Regions from separate parts of the Mus musculus genome. Here regions 1, 2 and 4 are each linked to region 3. The links are chromatin contacts, called in public Hi-C and HiChIP or PLAC-seq maps. All regions are on one chromosome and are shown on one strand. The core of a region is the stretch at or near the end of the contact, and the rest is flanking DNA. Distances in the headings are between cores, read along the strand shown.

Region 1 (5,757 bases), core at 2,684-5,183, 200 kb after region 3:
TACGAGGCAGCACATCTGCGAGGTGGGACGGTGTCAGTATCCACTTTCTTTCCCTCCGAGAACCTCAGTGCTCATCAGACACGGTGTACATCTTCAAGAGTGAACTTCCCCGTGCCTGGCTAGAGTATCTCCTCTCAAGCTCTTTGGGGAGTGGAATATTGGACTACAATTCTTCGAAAAGGAAAATCAAAATACCTCAGAGAGCATTGCTCACAGAACAGTCAACTGTTCCTCGGCCTGTACTCAGTAGGAAACCCAGGGACATAGAGTTTGAGCTGAGCGCTGTGCTTTCTCCTCTGCATTGGGCTCAGCCACATGCACAGGGTCTCCCTGGGCTAAGCAGCCCGGCCTGCCGAGACTCAGCTCTCAAGTGTTATGACACACATGTGCTGTAAACGCCTGTGTCTTCATGCTTAAGAACTCTACGAGTCTTACCTCTGTGAGAGAGAGCTCATCCTGTCTTCACGCCTGTCTGTGCATGTGCCAGTCGGTGCCCTCCTGCCTCTGCACTTTCCTCACCCTCTTACTTGGTGGCACATGTGCCAGAGTGGAACACCACTTGACTTTACCCTTGCATGAATCCCTGCTTGCCCAGGCCCTAAGAATCCCAGAGAACCCAGGAAGTCTGCAACTTGCCGTATCCGACCAAGCTGAAACCGTACCACACCAATCACCAGCGCACCGTGTTTGCTTTGAGTGCTTGGTGTGAATTACGGGGAGGAGAAGGCGGCATGCCCCTCGTTACTATGGCGATGCCAGGGCTTATTGGGGGTGCTTTGTGTCTGAGAAACTCCGATGGATCTTGTGAAGTAGTCCCCGTTTCAGTTTTGAGGAAATTAAATGAAGTAAGTTGCCCAGAATCACATAATTGGAGAATCCAGGACCAAAACTTGAACTGAGATCCAGTGCTGGCCCCAATGAGCATCCTTGGATATCTGAGCCGATCTTACATACTTGAAACTTAGTGGTCCAAAGTTGTTCCTGCAGCCTTAACCTCATTTCTCCATGGGTGGTTTCTTTTCCTAAACAAAGTGTCTGAGCCAGGGAGGAGAAGGTTCTGTAGATTGGTTCTCCAGTCTCCCCACCCCCAGTGTGCACTTCTCTTGCCTCTTGGAGACAGCGCTATGGTAGAAATTACAGTCATCCGGCTCCTGGCTTGCTCAGAGCGTCACCTGAGTGTGCACCAGGAGGCTTCTGCAAATATGGCCAGCGCTCCCTCCGAGTCCCTTGACACCATGATTTCCCTAACTCCTTCTTTCCTGCAGTCCAGCCCTGCACACTGCACCCCACCCCCGCTCCTAACCTTAGCCCCATTACGCCACCACCGTCTCATGAAACCTTCCCTCTGAGAGCATTCCTGAGCTCAAGAACACCCTGACCGCCCTGGAAGGCTCTCAAGCCTCCTCCTCTAAGCCAAGGGTGGTACCCGCAGCTCTGCCAGGAGCTCTTCTGTGGGGGCTGTGGGTCCAGGAAGTCATTCTTGCAGCCCCTGGTTCTCTCAGGCCTCCCCGTACCCAAGGGGGGGTGGGGGGAGACGTCCCACAGCAGGCCAATGTGCATGTGTGCTGCAGAGTTTGCCCTACAGTTGGACACCAGTTTGCCATCCGGGGCTGAAAATTACACTCGCTGTGAGGAAGTTCATCTCGGAGTCTAGTTCCTGCTCCGACATACAGATGCCCGGGCACTCAGCACACAGGCGCACCCTTCTCCTTCAGGTTCTCCCTCTGTAAAACGGGGCAGCATGCCCACAGCCGCTACCGTGAGGCTCCTCCCTCTCCCTCACCCCATCCCCACCCCCGACCCCATCTTGTCATAAAACCTGGGATACAGTTAAACTACAATGCATAGGGTGACCCCCCACCCCCCCAAGGCAGAGCTGACCTAAAGGACTGGTCTCCCGGCCATCTCTAGCAAAATTCCTTTTCTTCCATCTTGCCAATTTCTTCCATTCATCAGTGTTTGCTGTCAGGTACTGTGCCTCAGATGTAGAAGCCAGGGCCAGGGCAGGGTAGCACTAGCAACTTTCCCACCATGTGGCCCTCTTCCCACTCCGTAGCTCAGAAATGGACTTAAGAATGTCCATGATAGTGCATGCAAACAAACTCTGTCCTACAACACTGGGGTCCAGGGCTGGCCCCCTTCCGGTCTCCAGAGGCATTTGCCATGGGCTACTTGGTCTCTCCTTCATCCCTGAGATGGTGGTACTGAAAGAACACTATCTTGGAGTCTACTACACTATCTTGCATGAAATAGCTCTCCCGTGGGAGCGGGGCAGAGGTAGCCCTGTGGGGACACAGCATCCTCCTCCTCCTCCTCCTCTTCCTCCTCCCTGTTACCCCAGTGGGTGCAAGAGCCAGAGCTAACTCTGCCTGCCTTCCTGCTCCAGGATGGACCCTTCTGAGCTGTCTCCAACCATCAGGCAGTTTCCTTGGCCACCACCAGGATGACAGATAGAGACCCCTTCACGAGTTCTGCACATACCAACCCATCTCTTCAAGAACAGTCCATCCAAGACTTTAGCCCAGCTAGACCAGACCTGTGTCTGGTAAGAGCTGCTCAGTCCCAGGAAGTCTCCAACCAGGGGCAGGTTTTCAAAGAAACCCTTTGGAATGCTTTTGTCTTGAAGGAGAAGCTGAAAGGGGCCGCAGGTCTTTTCCACTCCCACGCCCACACAGCGTTTTACCAGGCATTTCGTATTTAATAGGAAGATTTCTTTTTTAAGAAACCTCCCCTGTGCCATTGACTAATCTACAGTAATGATGACCACCTGTACAAGTGACTCCAGTTTTTAAATTAAAGAGTAACACCTTGAATATGCTCCGAGCTATACCTCCATGAGCTAACTAACTCATTGGAATCTCCGGTTCCCTTAGAGGTAATCTAGGAATTGGTTGGCTTCTATCAAAGTTGGCAGCTCCTTACTTGCAGTATTAGACAACAGGAGGTGAAAAGACTCCCCAAAGACCTCATTGTCTCTTAAAACCAAGAAATCCTGGTGCCCCCTCTTCCTCTACACCCCGCCCCAAGCACAGTGACCCAACCCAACCACAGCCAGTTCATGCACACACATCTGGATAACTGTGTTTCCTCAGAAATGTTGAAACTTTTAAAAATTAAACAAATCCTACAGAGAAACAATTGTTAAATCCGTTGTTCAAGGGCCTCTGGTATGAGCGCGTGCTTCGTGGCTCCTGCCACAGGAAGGGATTGTCCCAGCAATGCACAGGAATGGTGTCACAGCCTCGGGCACAGAGATGTGAGTCTCAGATAAGCACCTTCTTAATGCTTCTGGGATTTGGGTTGAGGAATGCTCCGGGTAGAGTAGAGGCCAAGCTTGCACACTGTCGGGGTCATCTGCCTCACTTCCAGGCAGTGACAGATAAAACGTTCATCGTATAAAGCACACTGCTAGGCTCACCCCGACATCTTATCATTGATTGATTGTGGTAGATTTTATACTGTCACCTCTTCGTGGGCTTTATTTTTCTTTCTAAGGGCTCGATGCATCGATCGCTTCCTTCAAAGGGACACTTTTGCTTTGGGGCTGCTATGGTCACATTGCCTGGCTTCCCCAGGGCTCAGTCCTCAGATGAGAAAACAGAAGCAGTGTGGTGGTCTAGAAGGATTTGCGTTCATCAGCTCCTACTCAGAGCCAAGGTGCTTCCTTCCACAACGAAGCCTTTCCTGAATCCCCAAGGTCTTCACACAGGTGCTCTGGGACACTGGAGGACCTTTTTTTCTGAAAACAGCTATAACATGGCTTTAGCATCTTGCTGGTGAGCCAAATGGAATAAATTCTTTCCACGGCACATATAAAGACTTAAGGAGGAGAAGCGAGACTTGAAGTTTGCACAGAACAATGTGCACCGGTCTTCCGCCTGCTTCCCCAGAGAGAGCTCTGAATCACAGCCTTGCTGATGAGTAAGTACAGAAGCAGGTGCTGTGGACAACAGGCGTGAGTCACCTTCCTCCTTAGATACTTGACAAACATACCCGCTTTATTTATGGAAAGTCTTCACAGTTGCTTCACAAATTACTCAAAGTGTGCATGCTAACGTGTGTGTACAAGGTACGAAAAGTGTGTCACACCAGGTAAAGAGGAGTAAAGGCATCAGGAGATACCACTCTGACAACTGTGCTGAAGGGCTCTCTTAAATAGATATGGTAATAGCAAGGAGTTTTACCAGGAGAGATTGACAGCACACACACACACACACACACACACATCTCTTGATTAATACTCAGTCATAAGAGGTTGTCATTTATGGCCAGTCCAGTGTCTATAGTAGAAACTGTGTGCACAAGTTCTACTAATGCTCTTAACTCACCTCAGCATTAGGATCCCAGTCAAAAGCCAGGCATGGTGGCACACACATTCAGTCATAGCGCTTAGGAGGCACAGACAGGATTTTTGTAAGTTCAAGACCAGCCTGGTCTACATAGCATTTTCAAGGATACATAGTAAGACCCTATCTCAATAAAGTGTGTGTGTGTGTGTGTGTGTGTGTGTGTGGAGAGAGAGAGAATTTGGCAAAACAAAATTTTAAACTTACATTATAAAGACCACTTTAGAGGGGCCACACTAAGAATAGCCCGTTTATTTTTTTCAAATGCTTAGAAAGAAAGGTGCCCAAGTCCACAGTGGGATTCTTGTGGTGGTGTCTGGACTGACTGGGATGGGTGCAGTGGGGGAGCACTATTTTCCTGTTGCTTGGTTGAGTTAGTCATAAGCAACCTTCTTCACATGGCCCTTGGGAGCCCAGAGGAAGAGAGGGAAAGGAGCTGCATTTAGTGGTTCCAGAAAGTGCTGTTAGACAAACCATATTCTTTAGGAGTCTGCATTTGGAAACTTTGTATCCATTTGACAAAGGTTCATCTGCTATAGTGCACTTGTGGCGTTGACGGCAGGCTTCCTGGGTTTGTCTCAAGTCAAAAAGAGATTTACTTCATTTGAATATTCAGATTGGACAAGGTTATGTATACACAGTAAGCCAAAAAATTAATACGGCAAGACAATCGATGACTTTCGTCTCCCCTCATTTAAACCGATGAACTCGGGCACCAAGAAAGTCACTCAATTTAAGGACCTGCCCCACTGTGAAGAGTATAAATTCTGTCCTTTTTACTCTATACAGGAAATATGTCCAAACAAAGTTAATGGGTCTGTGATCATCCCATGTCAGAAGAGAGATCAGACCTGCCCATAAAGGAACAAAGATGCCAGTCTTTATACACACTAGGTAGCAATCTTAAGTAGACTACAGGAGGACTATGTAGAAGAAAGTCTGGAGAGAAAGTTCTACCAACAGCTACTGTCTTGACAGTTCAACAAGGATTTTGATGCCCTGTTAAAGTAAGGTGGACTCTAGAGTCTTCCTTCTCTCTTCAGTTCTGTGATGTCACGTGTATGCCACACGTGTGCCAGAGCCATCGCTCAGTGGTGTGAGAAGCCCAGAAGTTCAGATAATGCTCAGTCGTGTTAGGGAATTTCCAACGAATTGGCTTCTTAGAAGACACACTTGGATGTGTCTGCCAGTGTGAGCATGTTCCAACAGGAAGAGAATCATAGCTGATAAAAATAAAAACAAAACCCTCACACACAACCCACTCAGCCATTCACAGCCATGTCATCAAACCCTTTAGGGGTATTGATCTCTCTGTTATCTGCAAATATAAGGGAAGCGTGTTCCCCGTGGGATCAGCATGCGGATTAGAAATAGAGTTTGTCAGACAGCTAGTAAGTCATGAGCTGCAGGG
Region 2 (5,342 bases), core at 2,397-4,896, 130 kb before region 3:
TGCATGTTGTAGCACGTGTCCTTCCATACCCCTCACCCTCCTCTCCCTTTCTACCTCCCTCTCTTGCCAAACATTATATACACACACACATTTTGTTTTGTGTTGCTGCTGGAGAGATGGCTCTGTGGTTAAGAGCACTTGCCATTCCTCTAGAGGAACAGTTTGGTGCTCAGCATGCACACAGGGTGATTCACAACCACCCATGATTCCAGCTCCAGTGGATCCAGTGTCTGCAGAGGAGCCTGTGTGGGCTCTCCTCTCCTCACCAGCCCAGTGCACCTCCCCTTAAAGATTCACCATGTCCACTCACCTCGTTCTCTGGAATGCCAAGCCGCTTGCTTGTATGTGATCCGAGCCACCTGATCCAGCTCCCTCCTCCACAGGCACAGTGCTGGGAATGTCTCCTGCCCTGAGGAGGAACAGGGCTCATCTGACCTCTGTGTATCAAGGGCTCCCATGCTCCAGAGAGTCAAGGGCAGGGAGGACCTTCATGAGGGTGGCTTCCCACTGCCTTTGAGTGGTTCCTCCCAGAAACAAAGGGATATCTCTTCACCTAGGAAGAGTCTCCAGTCCAGAGAAACACAAAGAAACTCCCTCATTCCCAATTCTGTCCAGTAAATTCCCTTTGGAGTTGCAATGTAATGGAAATTCTAAAATTGGTGAAAATGACGTGTGGCCAGCTTTCTTCCTTGCTATTAGACATTTTCAACCATAACGGTCCTTAGTGGCTAAGACACTCTGTATCTATGTATGTGTGTATTTGTATGTTTATGTGTGTGTGTATGTATGCATGTATGTATGTATATGTGTGTATGTGTGAATATGTATTGTGTATGTGTGTGTATGTGTATATGTGTGTTTTGTATGTTTTATTTGTATGTATATGTGTGTATGTGTATGTATGTGTGTATGTATGTTACTTGTGTGTATGTGTGTATATGTGTGTGTATTTGTGTGTGTATGTATGGGTGTGTGTTTATGTGTGTGTGCGTGTGTGACCGCACATACACAAATACAAACACATTTTATTGGAATCATATCACAGTAGAAACCAATGCACTGACTGGATTAACTCTAGAGTAGAAACATTTATCTAGTCTATCAGCCTTTAGTAGGACATAAAAACTTGCGGCATGCAATAGTAGGCAAAAGCCCCTATTACTATTAAGTTTCAAATAAGCATACGGTACCACACCTTCCAGGTATAATAGACTGATGTGCAAGTCAATCCGGAATAGTCAGTTTCTTTCCTTTGTTGCTGTTGTTGTTGTTTGTTTGTTTGTTTGTTTGTTTGTTTGTTTGTTTTTCGAGACAGGGTTTCTCTGTGTAGCCCTGGCTGTCCTGGAACTCAGTCTGTAGACCAGGCTGGCCTTGAACTCAGAAATCCGCCTGCCTCTGCCTCCCAAGTGCTGGGATTAAAGGTGTGCGCCACCACACTCAGCTCAGTTTCTTTTGATACTCAATGAGAACCAATATCCATAGCTCAAAGGTGCAGGAAGCGCTTTAAAAATATTTATGTGTGAGGGGAAGAGTCATTTAAGAGAATGCAGGAAAACTGAAGAGGACTGATAGTCCGGTAGGGAAGTGGCCATTTTAAGTGTCAGATATTTTCTGTGAGGCAGGAACAAAGACTGGGGTTTAGTGGTGCTCCCAGTGTTCCAGTTCCTCAGAGTAAGCTCCAAGCACATGCTCCTCTCAGACACCTCTGATATTGTTTTGGGATTTTTGAGACAGGGTTTCACAGAACCCAGGCAGGCTTCCAAATCTTTATCTACCCAAAGAGGACCTTGAACTCCTTATCTCTTGCTGCTGTGACCCCAGTGCTAGGATAGCAAGTACACGCCCATCTCCATCTCCAAATGCCTCTGGAGAGTGCTACATAAACAATGAGGATGGGGATGGTTCCATCTCTGTCCTTGAGAATCAAGAGTTCAGGAAAAGGCAAGTGACCACCATGTCATGTGTGTCCTTCTGGAGTACAGCATGGAGCTGTAAGGTGTTCTGCAGAAGCACGGGCTGAGCTGGGACAGAGGCCCCAGCTGGGCGACAGGAGGATGCGCTCTGGGAAGCCTGGCCAACGTAAGTAACCATACATATGTATGTCTGGCCTCTTCCCAGATGCAGCAGGCATTTAAATTAGCTCCTCATCCCTGAGGCTTAGCTGTGCCCTGCGCAGTCATTTTCTATGGCTAGTGCTGCTCTTCCCCACACGTGGAGAGCTCTGAGAGAGAGCCGAGCCGTGCAGTTCCAGGGATCCACCATTGGCCCCAGACTTGCTACTTTCAGATCTGCCCTGGACCTTTCTCTTGAGTGTGCAGGTCTTCAACAATTGTTTGATTTTTTTTTTTTTGTTTGCTTGTTTCATTTTTTTCACCTCTTACTTTATTACCAGCAGAGTTCCTACTGACTTTGGGCAATAACACTGATATTTCAACTACGCAACAGTGTAACTTGAGAAATGCTGCTGGCCAGGAAGAGAGAAGGCCATGGAGCCTGTCTGGAGTGGTTCCACCCCATGTGTTCCCATGGACTGCAGGCCCCCTTTCTGAATGTCAGGGGAACCAGAGCAACTGAAGTATTCTCAGCATGAGGTGCCTGTGCTCTCAAATTTCACTGTAGTGACAGTGAACGTCACGTATGGAGCTGGAGGAGAAGTCTCGGCAGTTAAGCAGCTGACTCTACTGTAGTTCCCAGGACCTAAGTTGTTTGGTGGATCACAACCACCTGTAACTCTAGTTACAGGGGGAATTCAACTCTACCTGTAGGCAGTTGGACTTATGCCTGTGTGACTGCACACACACACACACACACACACACACACACACACACGTGTGCACACACTACCACCACCATGAGAAAATGTTCCTTCTACATGGTCATAAGACTAATCTAAGTATTTTGAATCATAATATTTATGTTGAGCCCTGATTTTGTGATGCCTAGAGCAGCCATGTGGGTCAGCCCTCAGCAGACCATGACTTGAAGGAGTTGTCAGTCATGTGCTTGAGGCATCTGTTCTGTCATGGGACACTACCGCATTGATCCCCCGTTAAAAAAAAATAAGAGAAACTGCCAAGGACTAATGAGGCCCACAGGTAAGCTGCAGACCCAAGGTGTGAGACTTGGGGTGGGGCAGCACAACACTGCCCTTCATTGCCTGGGAACCCAGGATCAGAACCCATCCTTCCTCGAATCTGTCACTGACCATGGAGTGAGCAGTCACTTCACCAAAGTCATTCTTCTGTGGATAACACCGTGGGCAACAGAAGTCCCTGCACATGCGTCCAAGGGAGGGTGACTGAACTTTCCCTCTGTTTCAGACTCAAAGATAGCTTGTGTTGCTTCTGCAAGATGTCTTACCATGTGGCTATCTTCCCACTTAAGAGTTCGAGGAACTTCTGGAGTGCCATGATGACCTTGAAGGTGACAATCCATTCCTGGAATGTCATGACAGCTCCCATGTGACAGAGTGAAAGCGGTACGCCAGATCCACCGCCCAGATGGCAGGATGCTTACAGAAGGACAGACAATACAGTGCAGGTAAACACTGCCGCCCACGAGCTTCTTTTTAATTAAGGGAGGTTGCCCTAAGCCTGGCCAGGCCTGCCCCACGTTGTTCTTTGCTTTCTGTGTGGGAGTAGCCTTTCCCCTGCGCATTCCTCTTCTTTGTAGTCACCCTCTTCTGATACGCTCATTAATAAACCCAGAATAGTTTTTCCTAGTGCAAAACCACACTAGCCTGCAGCGACGCATCTCAGAGTGGAGAGTTCGGCTTTCTGGTCACTCCTCTGTGTTCAGACTCTAAGTTTTCCCTCACAGACGGGACCCACAATAACACCTGGGCAGCCTCATTCACCTGCCCACCTGCTCTGCTTGAAATCTGCCAGAAAGCAGAAGCGGAGGGGTGGGGCGGGGGTTGTCTTGTGTACTTCCACCGTGGCTTTCTGCTTCTCACCAGAGGAGCTGGGAAGATACTGTTTCAATTCAGGAGAGTTAAGTGGTAACTGGTTTTTTGGTCTGGCTTTGTTTCATTTCAAATTGGGGTTTTCCTTCTTTGCTCTGTCCCTCCTGTCCTGCTTTAGACAAGCTGTTCTCTGAAACTGGGCAATTAATTGCATGCAGTCAGCACATCCGGGCAAAGATGTGGCATCCACGAGAACTGCCAGTTGTAATAATTAAAATCATGGCCGACTTCATAAAAGTCTGTGTAGCTAGTTCTGATGTTGAAACAGTTTCTTTTCCTGTTGCTGTGATAACAAAACACCCTGACAGAAGTGACCTAAGGCCGGGCGTGGTGGCGCACGCCTTTAATCCCAGCACTTGGGAGGCAGAGGCAGGAGGATTTCTGAGTTCGAGGCCAGTCTGGTCTACAGAGTGAGTTCCAGGACAGCCAGGGCTATACAGAGAAACCCTGTCTCGAAAAACAAACAAAAAAAAAGTGACCTAAGACAGAAGGTGCTCACTTTTGCCTAACATCCACCCAGGCAAGGAAATGATGGTGGTGGGAGCTGGAGTGATCACGTGGTATCCCTAACCAAGAACAGAGGACAGCGATGTAGATGTGGGCTCAGCTCCCTTTCCCTGTAAAGTGCAGATCCTGACACAGTTAGAATGGGTCTTCCCACATCCACTGATGTAATCAAAGTTTATGTAAGCTTATATTCCAGGTTATTCTAGCTCTGTCAAGTAGACAGCATTATCCATCACACATACAGCAAACAAACGTTTGTGGCATGTACCCCTTACCCTTAACCTTTCAGGGTCAGGCAGACGGCACTCAGAAACATTGAGGAAGGCCAGGATGGGTCTAGTAGTTTGTGATCAAGTTGCAGTGGGGTATCTTGGATGCTGACTGACTTTGGCAGCCAAGAGATTTATAGATGGGAAGGGAGTTTCCATGAAAAATGTGTCAGAGGTTGGCTACTTTGGGGGAAGCACTGAGAGCAACTTTGGATGTGTGGGGACTCTAGTCCTGTGTGCATGAGGAAAGTGGACCCTGGATGGGAGGGGAGAAGGCCATGTATGAACAAGTGTAGAGCAAGGTCCCTTCTGTATGTGATAGGGAAACGGGACACTTTCATGCAGACTCAGGGCATGCAGTCAAATGTGGAAGAATTCTCTAGTTCATGGAGGCTGTGTATTAGTCAGGGTTCTCTAGAGTCACAGAATTTACGGATAGTCTCTATATAGTAAGGGAATTTGTTATAATGACTTACAGACTGTAGTTAAACTCCCCAACAATGGTCAGCTGTAAATGGCAAGTCCAAGGATCTAGTAGTTGCTCAGTCCCACAAGACTAGGAGATCCAACAGATGTGCTAGCAAGTAAATGCAAGCAGGCGA
Region 3 (5,956 bases), core at 3,302-5,801:
AAGCTGACTCTTACCACATACTTCCCTCTCCTCAATAAAATAAGCAAATGTACATTTTGTGGTGGCAGGACTGTAGAGAAAATGGTAAGAATTCAAAACCAAGCCCTTTGCTTGCCATCCCAGTATACAACAGTACAAGCTCCCACCCAAGCTGCTTGTGCAATGGCCCGCAGTGCAGACACAGACCCGCCTATGCAGCTTGTTATTTCCTACTAGAGTGAAGACATAGCAGCGGAAGAAAATTCTCCCAAAGTATCTTCAGTAGCTCTTCCAGAAGAGTCTAAAAAGCTCAGGGACCAATGTTCCTATCTGCACTCTGAAAGTAGAGACAACGGGTGATGGGGAGTTGTTCTAGGAAAGACTATGGTAGAATGTAGTGACCTCTGTTTTCTCTGACTGACACCAACTATATCTGAGCCAGGAAAACAATGTCAGGGCACTTAGCTAAGTTCATAGTCAGGACCTGCAAACTCAGTTCTCTCTCTCTCTCTCTCTCTCTCTCTCTCTCTCACTCTCACTCTCTCTCTCCCTCTCTCTCCCTCTCTCTCTCTCTCTGTTTCTGTCTCTCTTTCTCTGTCTCTGTCTGTCTGTCTGCCTCTCCCTCCCTGCCTTCCTCTCCTTAGTCATACTACATTTTAATGTCTCTATTTTATCCACCAACCCTGTGCCACCCTCATCCATTGGTCACCATGATGACGCAATCCTCATTGGACAGCTGTACTCTCCTGTCTGCCTATGTCAACGGTGGCTGGGCCTGGCTCCTCCCAGTGGCACCAGGGCAGACAGGTCCACAGAATATCAGGGATAAGTAAGGTTTGTTTAAGGCAAAGTTTGTTGCTGAGATTAATTTATTTAGTGTGGATATAGATGTTATGTTATGAGGTCCACTTAATGTCTCCAGGCACCACGGAATCTTATTTTCAGTTTCCACGGAAGGCAGGCATAAGGAAATGAGCTAGCATAGCCTGCCTGCTAAGAACAACCGTAAGCATTGTGTAAAGGCAGGGCACCGACTCCCTCTGTAGAACTCTTTGACTGTTCCATCTTCTCACAGGGTGGTTATTGATTACCACATGTACCCCTGTAAGATGGCTCAGTGCGTAAAGGCATCTGCCACCAGGTCCAAGGACCTGAGTTTAATCACTGGGATTTACATGGTGGAGGGAAAAAAAACCAACTCCCTAAAGCTGTCCTCTGACTTCCACATGTATGTCATGGCATGCACACACACACACATACACACACAGGCATACTCACACACACCACACACACATACCACACACACACCACACATACATCATACACACACACATGCACACATACACACACCACACACACATACCACACACAACACACACACACACACACACACACACACACACATACCACATACACACCACACACACACATACCACACACACCACATACACATACCACACACACTCCACACACACCACACACATACACACACACACCACACATATACCACACACACACACATACACACATACTCACACACACACACCACACACTTCATATATACAGTAGTAATAAATAACATGTTTTTCTTTGGCAGCACACTGAAGTATCTTTCAGCTTGTGAGGTCAGTTTCTCCCAACCGTGAGCAAGCTCTGTTCTCTGCACTGCTTTACAGTTTGGTTTACAGTTTGTTTGTTTTGTTTTGTTTTGTTTTCTTTTTCTTTTTCCAGTGGAGCGCAGTCATCTCTGCAGGGCTGGAAACATAACCACCGATTTGCTCTTTTTAACTTGGAGAACAGAGACTCCTGTGTGTGAATCTCTGTACATAGTTCATGTAACCATTGTTCTGTGGGTAGACCTGTTCTTCCATGTTCTGTGAACCCATGGCTGGATCTTTGCATGCTACGTGTCCTGGAATAAATACCTGGAAAAGGATAACCAGAAAGACAAGGCTGCTCTCAGCCCCTCACACTTGGGAGGGATAGGACACATTTTCAGTAATGCTCAAGTAAGCCACATACTGTCACACTATGAGCTGTGACACGACCCCTCAGGGGAATATCTTGCTTAAAGCTGGTATCTGGGTCCCTCCCAGACTGCTAACTCAGTGGCTCCAGGCTGGCCCCGATGTATCTCTGACCAGATGCTGCGGGTTGGGCTGCCACATTTGGGGAATACTTCAGTCAGACGGTAGCAATGCCTTCAGAGAGCAGGTAACAGCCTGACCTCTGGAGCTGCAAGGAACTGGGGCTTGGGGGTCAGGTCACCTGGCCTACCCTTGCCAAGTAAATAAGAAGATAAGCCCCTCAAGAGGAGTTTCCCAGACCATCACCCACTGGAAACCCTTCCTCAAGTTGTTGACACTCATTTGTCCTCCTCAGAGAATGACCCAGTGCCTCAGAGCCTCCCACGCCCTTTCAGCATGTCCCCCATTCCTGGTCCAGCCTACCTTTTTCATGGTGCCTAAGACATGACAGCTGCTGCCATCCCTAAAGTCTCAGCCCTCCAATACACGTCATTTTAATATAATCTTGCCCAATGATATGAAGAAGATATGAATGGGAAGTCCACAGAGGACCCCTGAACCTGTGAACTTGGTGCCTTGATGTTATCAGTCAGGCCGGCCAAGTGTCCCTGTGCAATCAGCCCCTGCTGCAATCTGGGGTATCTCTGTCTTAGATGTGATATTTTAAACTATAGGACAGGATCCCCAGGGTAGGAAGGATATGCAATATTGTCCACCCTCTCATAACTAGGAGCCGAAAGAATACAAAATGCCATGCACTCTCCTCGGGACACAGTCTGTGTGGCATTTACTCTCAGGACGCCGGCCAAGAGCGGCTGGCAGCAGCAGATCCAGAGTAACAGAGTGTGGACGTCTCCCTCATGTGACACAGGAGCCAAAGGTCTGAGTCATCTGAGCTCCAGGCCCATATCCAGGCTTGGGGAACGCTCTCTGCTCCTTTTTTAAGATCTAACCTTTCAGTCCTTGAGGTTCTTTGCTTGGTCTCCTCACTTAGCAAGCAGTGCACCCATCCACTAGAAGTCACACAGCTGCACAAATCTCCAGGGACTGAGGCGCACAGGGTCTCCTTTATCCTGGAAAATAGACATGTCTTAACTCTCTGTTTCTCAGGAACAGGTGAAGCTTGGAACAAGTCTAGTTAGCCAACAGTAGGATATCATTCCAGGGGTCTTTCTAACTAGGTGGAGCCTCACAGTCATGACCATAGTTCAGAGGTGCAGGGAGTGAGGTTCAAAACCATCTTTGGTGGCTTTTCTGGGGACTCTGAAAAATTCCCAGGGACCCAGGCCTTTCTGCTGCTTGGCTGCATTGTCTTGCATTCTGCATGGCTGCGGGCGTGTAAGGCCCAATAAGGAGCAACTAAGATTCTTGCTGTGTGGTGAGCAGCAATGGTGAGAGTCTGTGAGGATCTGTGGGCTGGGATGGCTGTGGATACAGAAGACAGGTCCTCCTCAGGTTCAAGGGGGCAAATAACAGGCCTAAGGCAGGGTGAACTCACTTGCTAACATGGAGAGTGACAGAGCTGGGATTCCTGGCTCACTCCGTCTTCTGAGCTACTTTAAAGTTCTGGGATGATTTGTCAAGAGGAGAGACGGCTCCTGGTTGGAACCGTGGAATCAACTGCAGAACATCTGGTCTGTGAGAGAATGGTGGGTCCTGCCCAAACCCATCTTCAGAGTCGTTCTATATCCTAGAAGGAATATAGAGTCTGAGGGCCTGTGCTGAGCAGACCCTAAAGTAGGGCACACAGGCCTGAGCAGTAAATTGAAGCAGAGGCAAGGTGAGCTTCCAATAAGCTTGGGAAGAGCAGAAGATGGCGGGAGGGTAGTCCTGCCTGAGGTTTATGTCTTTACAGCTGTTGTTTATTGAGAGGAAACTGAACAGTGTTTAGTAAATAGTCTTAGGGAGCACAAAACCCTCACAGCCTTGCAAAGGAAGCATTGCTGGGTGAATTACACCACCAAAACGGCATGGTCAAGTCGACAGCAGTTCAGATGTCACCTCACAAGGACATCCGTCTCTGCAGCTATGACAACTTAGAACAAAACGAGATTTTGATGGCCTAGCCAGAACCCTGATCCATCTAAAGAGAGAGTGGGGTGGGCACACACAGAGAAGAAGTGACATGGACCATGGGGCTAGGACCAGGGTACCACAACTGGATCCACAAATGCTAGAAGCAGGAGCTGCCTTCCTTAGAACTGCAGCATGACCTCGCCTGCACACATCGACAAGCAGAACTAGAAAAGGATAAACTCCCTCTGCGCCCTTCATTTTTCCAGGTAAGCACAGTGAGGTCAGAGCTGGATACTCAGCAGGGAGCTACAAGGGGACTGGAGGCCAAGGAGCACTCTATCCAGCTTCACAGTGGTTCTGCTCAATGCCCCTCTTTGAGGTTCTCTATCCAACCTGCAATGGGAATCACTTTCTGCAGGACCAACGGCCCCTCCAAGGAACAGCTGGGAGGAGAGGCACAGGAGACTCCCAGGCTGCTGAGCCTCTGGTCGCATGCTGCTGGCAGCTGTGGGCTCACATAGTGCCAAGTGCTCGATTGAGTGGTTGGCATGCCTGGCATCCTGGTTACTCTCTGTGGACGCGGGTGAGTCACAGAGAGAGCGTCACTCCTGCTCACGTCAGGGCCACACCAAGGCATCAGACCCAGGGACACAGGAGCTCCTAATAGAGACACATGCAGCAACTCAGGCCCGGGGATCACCCTGGAAATCATGTGCACTCCCTTGTCACCCACCTAGCGTGCCAAGGTGTCCTTTACAGGACACCACAGAAACCAAAGAGGGCACCGTGGCAGGGAGCCCAGGGCTGTCTTTTCCTATAACTGTAGCCAAAGAACATGGGTGGGGGTGGGGAGCAGAGTCAGGGGCTGGCACTGTGGTGGTGGGGGTGTGGGGTGTGGGTGCTGGTGTTTGTTCTCATGCTCGTGTGTGTGTGTGTGTGTGTGTGTGTGTGTGTGTGTGTGTGAGCATGTTTGAGTGCTCGCATGTGTGTACACTCGATTATGCTTATGGGTGGACCCATATGGTGGTCAGGTGCTGGCTGCTCAAGAGAAACCACAAGGAAAGCAGGAATGGGCCAACCAGGAGATGACCTGCCCTTTCTGTTCAGGTTCAGGGCTGGAAAAGAGAGTGTCTCAGGCTGTGCCGCTTTGTGTGGAGTGTGCTGCCCCCTAGGGCAATTCGGAAATAGAAACAACCCCCGGCTGCCCTTGGGTGATTTGAGGCTCTAGAGTTCAACAAGGAAGGGTAGATGGGGTGCAGTGCAGAGGATGCAGTTCCGGGGGAGATTGGGGTACAGTCGTAGCTTTAGGGTACAGGGAAATGGGTGGGGTGTAAGAATGGAAGAATGAGCACAGGAGGGGGATGGCGTGCGGGGGGAAGGATGGGGTGCATAAAGGATGGGGTTCAGGGAGAAGGATGAAGGACAGGAGATTATGTGATGTGAGGTTATGGGGTGCTTGAGGACAATTGGGTTCAGTGAGCAATGGGGTACAGGAAGAGGATGGGTGCTGGGCTGGAGGCAGGTTCTGTCCCACAGTGGAAAGAGGCAATAGTACCTTGACTCTGCACACACAACTGAGATGCCCCTCTGTACCATTCAGCCCAAGCTACCACTTTCTGGCCTCTGGAACTCCAGGTGCTTTCTGGCTCTGTATGTTAAGAGACTTGAGTGGTCCGTCCCCTGATCTCTGGGAACTTCACCAGGGGTGGGTTTACCTCTGCGTTGTAAGTAGTCTTGACTAACAGAGCACATGATGGATTGAAGGTAAACCTCCTTTTGTGGCATTTCCTCAAGTGATGTAGCTATAGCTGTTGGGTCAGATGTGGTTCTTGACCTACCAAGAAGAGCAGCCACTCCGGGGCTGCCAGGGACTTGGAAATGGATTTTCCATTGGGGCTTCCAAAGGGAACCATCCTTTGATAACGATTGGCTCA
Region 4 (5,461 bases), core at 2,195-4,694, 210 kb before region 3:
GTTATAACTACCAGGTAAGGCGCAAGAATGCCCTTTGAATCCTGAGCACGCAGCTCCTCCTAACTCAATCCTGGCTGGCTATGCAGGGCCCCTGTGAGTCCTACCAGGAAATCTCATGTTCTCTCTTTAAAGGAATTCTTGGAATTCCGCTGGGCCTCTGCAGGTCTCGGGAACAGATGCGGACTGGGCTGATTAATGGAAAAGGGCTCCAGGCCAGCAGAGAGAGTGAAGAACGCTTGGTGGGAAGGGACAGCCATAACTCTCCTCCTGGTGCATAACATAAGTAAAGCAGGCTCCTTGTCCCATAACTGTGTTGCTGCATTCAGCCGGAGTTATAGAAAGGACAAAACTATGGGATATAGCTCCTGCCTTGCTTTAGAAATTGGGCCTTTTAAGTCACCACACACAGTGGTGTTTGCTTTGTGGCATTTTCACACATGTTTTATTTTTCTTGATGATCTCCCTTCTGCCACCTCGGCTGGTCCCCTCCTCCTCCCAGGAACTTCTCTCGTACATCCATGTCACATCTGTTACTTCACCTGTGTAAGACCTACTTTTCCCTCCTCACAGTCTCTTACAGTTTCATGAACTACACACATGCTACATGCTACACACTACAGGCTACACGCTACATGCTACATGCACATACAGGAAGTGTTGCTGTCTGCAGCATGATATGGCACTCTGACTGCAACCTCTTTTCATCTTATAAACTTCAGTGTGACCTCAGGTACAGAGTTGTATAAAGTGGGTGTGCAAATCAAACACTGACAACAAATCATAATGGAATTTGTTCCAACACAAGTCTTCGGTACCTACATCTCACCATTTATTAAAAGTGAGAAAGCACATTTGCATATTAATGAGATGGATTTGCCCATTTATTTTTACATAAAAAATTAAAACCCAGCTGACTATTTGACAGGGTCTCACTACGTAGCCCTGTATGGCTTGGAACTTGCTACATAGACCAGGCTGGCCTCCAACTCATAGAGGTCCTGTCGCCTCACTCTCCCAAGTGCCGGGATTAAAGCTGTGATCACTACACCCAGACACTTAGAGCATCTTGAAGGTTTTTCTGAGTTCATGCATAGTTTGCTTTCACAGACGGCAGTACTCCGGACACTAGTCTCATAAATGTGTAGTATAAAAAGGGAGGGACCACTTAACAATTATTAGAAATTCTGTCCTAATCTCACGTCAAAATTCACTGAACAATTTCTTCATGAAACTCAAGCTAATGGCACAAACAGCGATTTTTAAACAATCAGACATTCTAATCCAATCCAATCCAGAGATGGTACTAACCCAATACTTATATGACAGTAGGGAAATATGAAAAGTATTCGTTTCCCATAATTAAAACTTTATGTTCCTTTAAAAACACAGTCAAAACATGCAGCTCACAGCATGGAGTAGACTTGAATCTGAGCTGATGTATTTCGGGAGCATTTGTTGGCCTTGTATGGTGTGATGTCACGTGCTACACATGGATACACGTATGGTCCTTAGATCCAAGGCTTCAGTCACCTCAGATTCATTACATGGATAATTGTGAATTAATGTCTGGGTGCTGCTTGTCCAAGGCTTTTTGCTTTGTTCCTGCTTGCAAGTGTCCTGTTTCCATCCATGTTTGACTCACGACACACAGTTTAAGGAGTCGGCCTTGAGAAGGCAGAAGGCAGCAAACAGCGCTGTGGGCCGGAGAGATGCTTAATTGTCTGTCTTCCCAGCGAGAAATCTCTGGAATCAGCCCCCTAACCATGTCAAGTATGCAGTTTTTTAAGACAAATATTTTATTGAGATGAAAAGAAACACGTGTCTAAAGAAATGAGATGTCAGTGGGCGTGCATGGGTGTGCAGTGTACACACTCACAAAGTACCACAAGTCATGTCACATACATATAACCACACACATTAGTAGTCATTGTCTGTAGTCATTAGGGGTGAATGGTGGGGGGAGGCAGAGGGGAGGTGGAGAAGGCATTGAGAGGAGAGAAGGGAGAGAAAATCTCAGTGAGGATGAGAGAGAAAAGAGAGAAGAGAGAGGAGAGGGGAGGGGAGGGGAGGGGAGGGAGAGGGGAGGGGAGGGGAGGGGAGGGGAGGGGAGGGGAGACAGAGAACCATGACCACTGCGGTGGAGATCCAATCACAGTGTTAACCGCCACTGCCAAAGACTGCATCCAAGGTTAGTCTTATTCTTAGAAACGGTAACTAGTATTTCAAACACAGCATCAAATGTAACTTAGCAACTCTCCATTAACTTTTACCTACAGAGAGGGACATTACCTCTTCTTAGAAACCACCCAGTGCGTTGTATCACATTTACAAAAACTTGGGGTGGAGTCCAAAGCAAGAATGTATCTTTAGAGTTCAAGGAATTTGGTACCATCTATGGTAGCTCAACACCTGAAATCTGTGCTGGATTCTGTTTACAAACCCATGAAAGGAGACGTGTCCCAGGGTTTCGAAGGGCCAGTGATCCCAGGAAAAGACAAGCAGCGGCCCTGGGGATCTTACTCCATCTTTAATAGTACCTCACAGCTTGTTAGACACAAAGTCCCCTCCTCAGAGTTAGCCTCGCATAGTCCAACAGTCCAGGAAGGATCTCTCAGTTCTCAGGCATCAGTGAGCCAGGGGAAGGCTAGTGCTGGCACAGGGCTGCAAGTGTTTCTTTGGCACCATCTCACAGATGACCTGTTCTCTCTCTGCTGGTCGGCTAGAGGACAGAATTTTGCTATCTCTTTTAAAACCCAAGTGCAGCCATTTGGGCCCATTTCTACATCGGTCCATCAGTCATTCACAACTTAGTCATTCACACAGTATGCTCGCTCAGGCTGTGGGAGGAGAGGAGACAGACGGAGCACCCCACCCCAAGGGGAGTTTTCTGAGCTGTGGTGTGTCCGGAACTGTGGCTAAAAAGCAGAACAGAGGCCACAACGGCCACAGAGGCAATGTGTACTGTTGCTATTTGATCTTCCAAACTTGAGACCTGGGCAGAACCCACTTCGTGTCCCCAGTATCAGTATAAGAGAAGGAGCTGAAGTCGGTGTCCTGTGCATTGGTGGCAATAAGATGACCGTGTAGATTTTTAAATCTACGGAAGAAATGAGCAAATATTGATGTAGAGGAGGGGTCTCTGCAGGACTTTAAAGGAAGAGTCATCCAAGCAGACCAAGAGAAGGGGGGACACATCTGTGTCACCTCCAGCTTCCCCCTACTCAGTCCATGGAACAATCTTGTTTTCTGACTCCTGCTTCTGAGCATCATTTGCTCCAAACGTCTGTGTAAAAGGGAAGCATTAAACGAAGCTCCTGGGTCGGTAATTAAAGGCAATGATTTCAGCGGATAGAGTTTTGTTTTCATAATCTGCTCTTTGTCTGCACAGAGCCAGCTCTTGGCTGCATCTGCCACCGCTGGCCTTTGCTCTGTTTACTCTGAAGAATGAGGCGCTGTTCTGTTTGTTTCTCGTTTTCAGTCTGTAAAACTCTGTTCTCTTGGTTCTCTATTCCAGGAAGGAAAAAAAAATAAAAGAACAAGGCTCTTTAAATATCACAGCAGTGACTACTCACCCATACACACAGCCTCAATATTAGCGATGACAGACACTCAGGGGAATGTGCAAGAATTTTCCCGCTGCCAGCCTTGCTCTGGCAGGTGGACCTCAATTGAGAAAAGCACTTTTTATTCAGCTGTCAATCACTTGGTGTACCTGGCTGCATTGCACCACTGTGTGTGTGTGTGTGTGTGTGTGTGTGTATTTCAAAAGGTCATTCACCTGTCTTAGGGTTCAAAGGGATTGTTCCTTTTACTGTAGGAGTCACTGTGGTGATATATTAAGACCCAGCTAAGGAAGGTGACTTAGTAATACTGTGAGATAAGAGTGGGAGGAAAGATTAGGAGTGTGTGCACAGAATCCCAACAATGAAGAAAGGAAAGGGGGAGGGAGGAGGGGGAGGGAGGGGAAGTAGGATGGGGAAGGAGGGAGGGAGAAGGGAGGGAGAAGGCAGAGAGGGAGGGGGAGGAAGAGGGGTGGAGTGGAGGCGAAAGGGAGGGGAGGGGGATGGAAGAAGGAGAAGGGGAGGAGGGAGGGGAGAAGAGAGGGAAGGAGGGAGGAGAAGAGGGAGGGAAGGAGGGAGGAGGAGAGAAAAAAAGGAAAGAAAAAGACAAACTGACATACATACAGACAGACAGACAGATACATTCCTCTGTTGAAAAGTGAGTGAAAGGGGACTGGGGTGTCTGGCACACTGGCAGAGCGCCTACCTTGAATGTGCAAGGCACTGAGCTCCTACTCAGACTTCATTTTGAAAATGACACCCCCTCCCTCCCTCCCTCCCTCCCTCCCAAAAGAAAAGATGTACATAGGAACCACACCGAGGGAACCTTGTTACAGAAGAAAGGGAATTGGGTAGCTGAGGCCACTACCTGGTTCATTTTCTCCACATCTTCCCTCTGACAGTGAACCTCCACTGCCTGCTCAGATCACGGGTGCAGGTCAAAGCAAGCAGTGAGTCACGCCAGTTTCACTGCCTGTGTAGACTGTAGGTTGTGATGGCTCTTCGCTGAACTTAAGGCTTTAGCTAGCCTGCTGAGTGGCTGTGTATGATAGCGACTGTTAACTATCAGCTTGGCAAAATCTATCATCATCCAAGGATGGGCCTCTGAGCATACCTGTGGGAGATTCCCTTCGCCCATGCCCACTGATGTGGGAGAACCCATCTTCACCGTGGGCAGGACCGTTCCCTGGGCAGGGGATCTGGGTTATATTGTAAGTCTCTGGTGAGCCTTAGCTTACTGGGGACTCACTGAGTGAACGACTCAGAACCTGGAATGGATGCTAAAAGCAAGAGGAATTTATTGTTCCAACATGTTGGGGTCACCCTGCACATGGAGAGAGAGAATGACCATGCACAGCCTGTCTGGCCAGCCTTTATACAGTTCTCCAGGCAGCAGCCATTAGGCACAATGTGATTGGCAGAACAGTGTGACTTTTAAACTGATTGGTCTATAGGGAATGAAGTGGGTGGCCAACAGTCATGGAATGTGTCTACCCCTACCCACAGGTGGCCAGTGGTCAGTCCCTCCTCCCTGTGGTCTGAGTAAGGTAACTAGTCCCTCCCTTGCAGAGGGAGGGGTGCCTATGTTCTTTATGACCTTTCACTTCCAGGAGGGGAGGGGTCCAGAGGAATTTTCTAAAGTTCCTGAACTGACCTCTTCAGAATAAAACAGGAGCTGAGTGGAGGGCAGCCTGGGCTCACTCCATGTCTTGATTGTGGCTACCGTGTGCCCAGCTGCTTCAAGCTCCTGTCTTGATTTCCTCACTATGGCAGGCTGTACTGTGAGCTGATAAAATGTGAGCTGTGAACTTTTCTCTCCCAGTTTGCTTTGTCTCTGTCTTCTATCCCAGAAACAGAAAACCAAGGATTCCTCCGAGCACTGAGGACATATACTGTGGGCC

Evidence for each region. A called contact is a pair of places that touch in the nucleus more often than the background predicts. HiChIP or PLAC-seq counts read pairs in DNA pulled down with a chosen protein or histone mark.
Region 1: a contact with region 3 is called in an HNF4G HiChIP or PLAC-seq map of pancreatic cancer cells. The contact joins two enhancer-like sites. A contact is called at or near these places in 6 of 39 promoter capture datasets (3T3-L1-derived adipocytes, the HPC-7 cell line, embryonic stem cells and 3 more) and 1 of 115 datasets of contacts at active chromatin or transcription factors (pancreatic cancer cells).
Region 2: a contact with region 3 is called in a Hi-C map of muscle stem cells, with 2.2 times the contacts expected there. The contact joins two enhancer-like sites. A contact is called at or near these places in 1 of 15 datasets of contacts at CTCF or cohesin (large pre-B cells), 12 of 484 Hi-C or Micro-C datasets (the C2C12 cell line, the G1E-ER4 cell line, bone marrow-derived macrophages and 6 more), 3 of 115 datasets of contacts at active chromatin or transcription factors (embryonic basal ganglia, forebrain and pancreatic cancer cells) and 2 of 9 other capture datasets (embryonic stem cells and embryonic tail).
Region 4: a Hi-C map of liver shows a contact between it and region 3, with 3 times the contacts expected there. The contact joins two enhancer-like sites. A contact is called at or near these places in 10 of 39 promoter capture datasets (the 3T3-L1 cell line, 3T3-L1-derived adipocytes, the C10 cell line and 7 more), 8 of 484 Hi-C or Micro-C datasets (the AML12 cell line, the HL-1 cell line, bone marrow-derived macrophages and 3 more) and 7 of 115 datasets of contacts at active chromatin or transcription factors (cardiomyocytes, double positive thymocytes, extraembryonic endoderm stem cells and 3 more).

Annotation. Positions count from the first base shown.
Region 1 is chr8:11,368,343-11,374,099 of GRCm38.p6, forward strand. The region is part of intron 4 of Col4a2 (collagen, type IV, alpha 2); the gene reads left to right. Among named protein-coding and RNA genes, the nearest start is that of Gm46030, 31 kb to the left of the region's middle. Within about 2 kb of position 3,934, at least 65 of the 459 cell types and tissues checked have an H3K27ac peak or open chromatin away from gene starts, as enhancers often do. A contact at or near this core is called in pancreatic cancer cells, where this site is marked.
Region 2 is chr8:11,041,270-11,046,611 of GRCm38.p6, forward strand. It overlaps 9530052E02Rik (RIKEN cDNA 9530052E02 gene), which reads left to right. Exons shown (of 5, transcript NR_046017.1): 2 at 3,385-3,540. Among named protein-coding and RNA genes, the nearest start is that of Irs2, 35 kb to the left of the region's middle. Within about 2 kb of position 3,647, at least 19 of the 459 cell types and tissues checked have an H3K27ac peak or open chromatin away from gene starts, as enhancers often do. A contact at or near this core is called in muscle stem cells, where this site is marked.
Region 3 is chr8:11,168,875-11,174,830 of GRCm38.p6, forward strand. No RefSeq gene overlaps it. Among named protein-coding and RNA genes, the nearest start is that of Gm15418, 16 kb to the right of the region's middle. Within about 2 kb of position 4,552, at least 82 of the 459 cell types and tissues checked have an H3K27ac peak or open chromatin away from gene starts, as enhancers often do. A contact at or near this core is called in the AML12 cell line, the HL-1 cell line, liver and 2 more, where this site is marked.
Region 4 is chr8:10,962,052-10,967,512 of GRCm38.p6, forward strand. No RefSeq gene overlaps it. Among named protein-coding and RNA genes, the nearest start is that of 3930402G23Rik, 36 kb to the left of the region's middle. Within about 2 kb of position 3,445, at least 111 of the 459 cell types and tissues checked have an H3K27ac peak or open chromatin away from gene starts, as enhancers often do. A contact at or near this core is called in the AML12 cell line, the HL-1 cell line and liver, where this site is marked.